2 separate regions of the Sus scrofa genome follow, and region 2 is linked to region 1. Evidence: chromatin contacts called from public promoter capture Hi-C data. All regions are on one chromosome and are shown on one strand. Each heading gives the region's core, a stretch centred on a gene start, on an enhancer-like site or on the middle of the called end of the contact. The rest is flanking DNA. Distances are from core to core; before and after follow the strand shown.

Region 1 (3,203 bases), core at 317-2,816:
AGGTCAGACTCTGAAGCCTGGGCGTTTTCTGCCTGCCATTCACTCATTAGGGCTAGGGTGGGGTAAGACTCGAAGCCAGCACACCTACAGCCCTCTTAGAAGAACCAGCTACAGCTGCACTCTGACCTAGACCCTCCCTTGGTCTCACAAGCAGGGAGAACAGTATACATAGGGTTAGTAAAAATATTTTAGGCAACAAATTCCAAACTGAAACCAAGTTAACGGAAATATTCCCTAATTCTTGAAACTTGTTCTCTCTCTCTCTTGAGTTAATCTTTTTCCCACCACCAAAGTCAGGGGTTTCTGACTTCTTCCTCCAGGTGGGGGCCAGCTCCCTCCCATCAAGAGTGTCAGCTACCCACCTCTCCCGCATTACTTACAAGTATGTAGACATGGGTGGCCCAGTTGCCCCGCTCGTGGGGGAATGTGCGCACCCGGCCCCCATGTTTTGCACTGTCATCTGCAGGCCCCTCCTCCGTGCCCGGGAACATGTGCAGCACGCTCTCGGTACTGGCAACCTCTGGCTGGAAAGAGGGCTCTGGCCCCTGCAAGAGAAAAGAAAACAAGCACATTTAGCCTCCTGGCATTCTCTTCCTCTGTACACTCGATGAAAGTTGTAACCCCTTGGACCAGGTGACTCTGCTTGTCTATTTCTCACCAGGTGCTGTAAGCAGTTTCTAGATAACCACACCGCTCTTTCCCTAGTACTGTCTCATTGTGGGGGGCTCCCAACAACTCCAGGAGGCAGACCTCAGCAGGGAAACAACCCCAACAACCCCGCAGGCTGCAACATGTGGTTTAGAAGTCACAAGCCTTAACTGGACAAGCCTGAGTTGGAGTGGCTCTGTAGTCTTGGGCAAGTCAGGGGCCCTTTGGGGGCCTCAGTTTTCTCATCTCTAAAGCGTACTTCCACCGATAGGGCTGCTGTGAGATGAACCGACATTCGTTTTGTAAAGTACTCAACAAACAGCAGGCCTGGCAACTATGAATGGAAGCTCCACAAAGTAGAAGACTTCGATGGTGTCGCTCACTGCGGAGTCCCCAGTCCAGAGCCTGGCACAGAGAGGATCTCAATGAATATTTAATGGATGAATGAAAACACTCTCCAAAAAAGGAAACTGACCAAGTGTGGTACAGTGATGCGCGCCAGGAGACAGTGGACCAGCGGCAGAGACTGGACCCGAACTCACATTTCCTGCCTCCTAACCTTGTCCGAGCCAGGCGGGGGTACTCTGGGGCTTTGTCCAGGGCTGTCCTCTGGATCCTCCTTCCCCGCACTGCCCCTTTTTCTTCCCTTTCGAGCAGCCCCGAACCCTATGGTCCGGCCCCGGAGCTCCGGGAGCTATCTCATACTCTCCCCATAAGACTTCCTCGCTCCTCACCGACTGCGGCCTCTAGCCCCCGGCTGGGCCCGGGTCCCGGCCTTGGCCTCGGCCTCGGCCTCATCCTCGGAGCCACTGCTGCTGTAGCCCACCAGGGGCGCCGTACTCATGGGGCCCCCCTCCACGACAACACGGCGGGTCAGCCAGCAATCGCGCCGCACCCGGAATTCCGCTGCGCCGGAAGTGCTCTCCCGGGGGCGGGGCCCGGATTAGCACCGCCTCGGGGCGGGGTTTGGGGCGGGGCCCGGCAGCGAGGTAGCAAAAGACTACCCATCCAGACCACGCTGCTTGCCGGCTCGCCGCGCTCTGACAGCTACCTGGAACGTCCCGGAACTCCCACCCTCCGTGTGCCCATTTCACAGATCGCTCTGGGCCCTGACCTCTCTGCCCGTTGCTCTGTCTGCAGCAACTCTGGACCTCCCAGCAACGGATAGTCTCTGGGTCAGCGGTCAGCGCACTAGACCCAGTGGAGCTCCTTGCCCTTCGCGGTCTGGACGAGTCAGAGTCCCCGGGGCCCCTTCCCAAGTTGGCCCAAAATTAAGCTCCGGGGGACACCTCTTCAAAGAGCGAGCTGAGCAGTCAGAGGCCGGTCAGTTCCAGCAAATCAGAGGGTCTAGGAGGCCCCTCCTCTCAGGTTCAGGGGTCGGGCCAGGGGCTGGGCTCTGGGAGCCCCCACCCCTAACGCCGAGTAGGGTGGTAGGAAGCAGAGCGCCCTCCCTGGGTCAGCTGAGGCGTGCTGGCCAGACCGCAGGAGAGCGGCCCCGCGCGTCTGGCGGTCCGACCCGGCCCGGCCGCGGGGTCCCCGGCAGGGGGCGGTCTCGCTCCGCGCCTCCCGCTCCTCCCGCAGCCGCCACCGCCCCAGCTGCCGCTCCTCCCCCGGCCCCGCCTCCCTGGCCCCCGCGCCGCCCGCCTGTCCGCCGGTCTCTGCAAGGCCATCGGTCCGTCTGCCCGCCTGCCCTCCCAGCGCTCCTCCGCCCCAGCCCCGCTATCCCAGCTGCGCACGTCGCTTCCTCGGTTCCGGCCGCCGCTAGCCCGTTCCCCGCCCCCAGGCCGGCCGCCGCCGCTACGCGAGCCCGGGGATTGGCAGCGCGCGTAGGCCGCGCTACAGCGGATGGAGTCGGAATAAAGGGGCGGCCGAAAGAGCAGCCAGTCGCCACTCGCCCCGCGCCTGACCCCGCGGGCGGCCTGGAGCAGGTGAGCGGCGGGGCGCCCGGGACCGCGTCTGGGGGCCACTCCCGCGCCCGCCGCACCCCTTCCCCAGCCGGCCCGGCCGCCCCCCCACTCCCTCCGGCTCGACCCGGCGGCCTCCTGAGCTCCTGGGCGGCCCAGGCCGGCCTTGACGCGCAGCTGCCTCCCGGGCCCGGCCTGTTGCCCTGGGGCCTTCCTCGGGCCCAATCGCCCGCGGGGCGGGCGCTCGGCAGCAGCGGCCTGGCCATTCCTCACGAGGGGTGACAGGAGGCAGCCCAGCTGGGCTGGCGGGCAAGTGCTGGTGGGGAGGTGATCGGCTTTCATTCGGTTTCCCAGGGAAGAGGAAGGGCCGGGGTGCGGTGCAGGTGGGGACCGCCTCTTGCCTCCCTTACCCCAGTCTCTCATCCTCTTTGCTGAGTGATCAGAGGGGGCCTCCTGGCTGCACCTTCCTGGAGGGGGGCCGGGGTGGGCGGCAGAGCTGGAGGCTCAGGGCTAGGGACCCTCGATCTGGCAGCCATTCACGTCAGGAAATAAAAAAAAAGAACAGTTGGGCTGCCGCAGCCTGACCTAGACCTTGCTCACAGTAGCTCCACTTCCCTCTTTCCTGGGGAGGCTTCAGTACCTGCTCTCTCA
Region 2 (3,203 bases), core at 232-2,731, 310 kb before region 1:
ACTATCAAAGCCATGAGGAGCCTAAGGACCCATGGCTACTAAATGCAATGTGCTGTCCTGGATGGGATCCTGAAACAGAAATAGGGCGTTAGGTAAAAAAGAAGGAAATACGAATAAAGTACGTAGGGCACATCTCTGTCTACCAGCGCGCAAGAGAATTAAACCCTTCACTATCATATTGAGTTTTCCGTCAATAAAGAATGTCTAAATTCTTTTTTACAAAGAAGATAAACTTTAAAACATTATTTAGAAACACGGAGGTGAATCTTGAAGAAACTCTGAAAAACATAGACTGTGGAGATGGGAAGGGACATAGCAAGGCAAGGCCTGCTATGTTTTGTTATAAATCTTTTGGTACTATTGACTTTTTAAACTTTGCATATGTCCTACTTTGAAAAAAATTAAAACAGACCAAACAAAAACACCCTTCTAAACAAAACTCAGGTTAAATAGGAAATCAAAAATAACCATTACAAGCCAAGTTCCTGGGACAAACTCGTATTTGAAGTCATGCAGTCTTAGGTTCGAATCCAAGCTCACCGCTTATAATGAGTCCCTGGCCAAGTTACCCAACCTTTCTGAGCTTCAATTTCCTCCCATGTAACAACACTTAACAGTAGGGTTGTTGAAAAATTAAAGGCTAATACACGGAAAACTATACTCCCCCTGCCCTATCCATGCTGGCAATAAAACTCAGTAAATGGTAGGTGATACTGTCATCGTTATGCAGGAATGAAATTAGCAACTTGGGGCTCCCCGATATTATTTGCTCCTACAGAAGCAAAAACTTTTGTTTTAAGGCAAAAGTGGTCAGAACCATTGGTCCTCAAGTATTCAGTCGGTGCCAATTCTAAAGCAAGAACACATGCCGGGGAGAGAAGACACTGCTAAATTTGGTTGGTTTCAAAACTGAGTGTGGGAGGGAGCTCAACGACTCAGTGTAAATTTCGTTTCCGTAAGGGTCGCGGAGAGTAGGTGGGGAGAAGGACTCTAGAGCGCGGGGAATCGGCGGACAGAACTCCTTTAGCGCACTTCCGGGCCCCTCCTTAAAACTACAGATCCCAGGAGGCAGCGCGCCCGGTCATGCGGCCCCAGGGCCGTAAGGCCCACTGGGAGTGGTAGTCTTTTGGTTAGGGGATCCGCGCCAAAGGCTTACCTGAGGGATTGTGTTGTCTGTCTCGGCCCCTCCGCTCCGGTCCAGGAAGAAAGTGCCGAGGCGCGGCATGGGGATCTCAGTGCGCACCGGGAGCTTTTCGTGGGACATCAGGATATCGTCCAGGGAAAGAAAGTTCTCCTCAGGCCCCAGCGCACCCGACTCCACCCGGAAATAAGCCTCGGACATGGCGGCGGTCCACTCTCGTTGTTCTGGAGACCTCGGGGAGTCAGGGATGTAGAAGGAGGAGGAGGTGGCGGTGGCTGAGGCTGGTCAGGATTTTGAAGGTTGAGGAGGTCCTTGCGGCCACCTGGTAGGATTCAAACTCTTTTCCCGCGCCCGGGGTTGGGCCAGACAGAAGCAGTCGATCTAGGCGGGTCTTCCCAGGAAGAAGCAATCGACAAAATCTGCGGATTTGGTTTTGCGCAACTCCTTGGTAAGGGCGCAGTAGGTGGATCCGCACTAAGTTTTCTTCCCGCAGTGTAGCCCAGGGTGAGAACTTCAAAGAGAAGCAGGAAATGCCGTTGAAGCTGCAGGAAGCGTCTGCACTAGACTGAGTTATGTGGTCTTTTAAATGTTTACATGAAATTAAAAACACTTTGCAGTACATTTAGGGGCTTAAAAAAGACCATTGCGCCCTTCCTCTCAGGCCTGATCCAGTCTGGCTTAATTATTACAGTTTGTCAGTCTCTGAGAATCTCTGTTAATCTTGAAACATTAAAAACAAAGCAACACTCTAACACTAGCCCCTGACAGTTATTACAGACTTTTCGGAGGAGGTATAGTAGGGTAGATGGGGGGGTGGTGGTGGAGGAGCGCACGTGGCTTGCAGAGGTCCTGAGTCTATGTCAGGACCTCCCAGTTCACCTTACCATCAACGGCTAACTCCATTTGTGGCTTTTATTTTAAATCCTTAAAAGAAGAAATCTAATGGGCAGTTCATCTCTTTTTGAGGCAGGCCACAATGGTCATAGGTGGCAAGACATTCCATAGATTGGGTGCCAGTCATGTGCCATCACTGGTCTGGTGGGAAGGGGATGTGGTACCAGACTTGGGGGCGTTAGTCAGGGCTATGGATGGTGGCAGTGTTGAGAGAGGCACTACAAAACTTACTTCATAAAGAAGGACATTCTGGGCTATAGAGCCATGAGCAGAGGGTTCATGGAAAAGGAATGTGTATTCATCATGTTTTTTATTTTCTGTCCTTTATGAGGCTTTGATATCTTGGGGCCTTGCAGCTTGGGTAGGAACTGTTCCTCCCAGGGTGAGCTAATTCCTAGAGTCGCAAACAACTTGCCTGTGAACATGCCTTCCGTGTACAAACTAACTGATCCAGAGCCCATATCCCAAGCCTTTATCTAACTCCCACATACCAAACCAGTATTTCCCCGCCCTAAATCACCCCAGGGCCAAGAACTGGACAGTTGGAGACCAGCCTTATTCAAACTATCCAATCCTAAATTTGTTTAAACCTGCCTACTCTGCTTCACCCATTTCTTCCCACAGAAACCACAGTAAAGGCTCTGGGAGTGTTTTCAGGGTCCTTCAGTAAAGGGGTGTCCTCCCCTCCCTCCTTCTGCCTCCTGACAGGCCCGTCAGGTACTTCCCTGTGTGACCCTACATGACATGATATGCTCCTTTCTCTTGGGAAGGGTGAGCATTGAAACTTCTTTCAGTGGCACAGACCACTCTGTCATCACTCAGTGATCTCTGTAAGTTAAAGCCTGGGCATCGACAAGACAAGAGGCAGTGGGGGAGGCGGGCAAATCGTGGGAAGCCTTGAGAGCTCTTCTAAGAGGGTTAGCCTATTCCATAGGAAATGGGAGGAAACGTGTAAGGTTTTTGAGCCAGTGATACCATATATCCGAGCTTTAAGTAGAGAATTCTGGCAGTGGGTGAACAGGGAGCGATTAGACACAGGGAACCCCGTTTGGAAGCTGTTCAGTGAGCCGTAACTGGCAAGTAAATGGATATAGAAAAGAAGGATCGAGAAGGTCAGAGATGATTGAGGTTTTTAACTTAGTTGATTAGGTGGATGGAGGTGTCACAA

The links. Promoter capture Hi-C pulls out the DNA fragments that hold promoters and counts their contacts.
Region 2: a contact with region 1 is called in a promoter capture Hi-C map of liver, with 6 times the contacts expected there. The contact joins the promoter of GINS3 here to the promoter of USB1 in region 1. A contact is called at or near these places in 1 of 5 promoter capture datasets (liver) and 1 of 47 Hi-C or Micro-C datasets (liver).

The regions. Positions count from the first base shown.
Region 1 is chr6:19,850,383-19,853,585 of Sscrofa11.1, reverse strand. USB1 (U6 snRNA biogenesis phosphodiesterase 1) reads right to left here and starts at 1,566. Exons shown (of 9, transcript NM_001244803.1): 1 at 1,383-1,566; 2 at 509-545; 3 at 385-506; 4 at 381-382. The coding sequence starts at 1,492. The region is part of intron 1 of CNGB1 (cyclic nucleotide-gated cation channel beta-1); the gene reads left to right. The region is part of intron 1 of ZNF319 (zinc finger protein 319); the gene reads left to right.
Region 2 is chr6:20,160,974-20,164,176 of Sscrofa11.1, reverse strand. GINS3 (GINS complex subunit 3) reads right to left here and starts at 1,481. Exons shown (of 3, transcript NM_001244332.1): 1 at 1,157-1,481. The coding sequence starts at 1,342.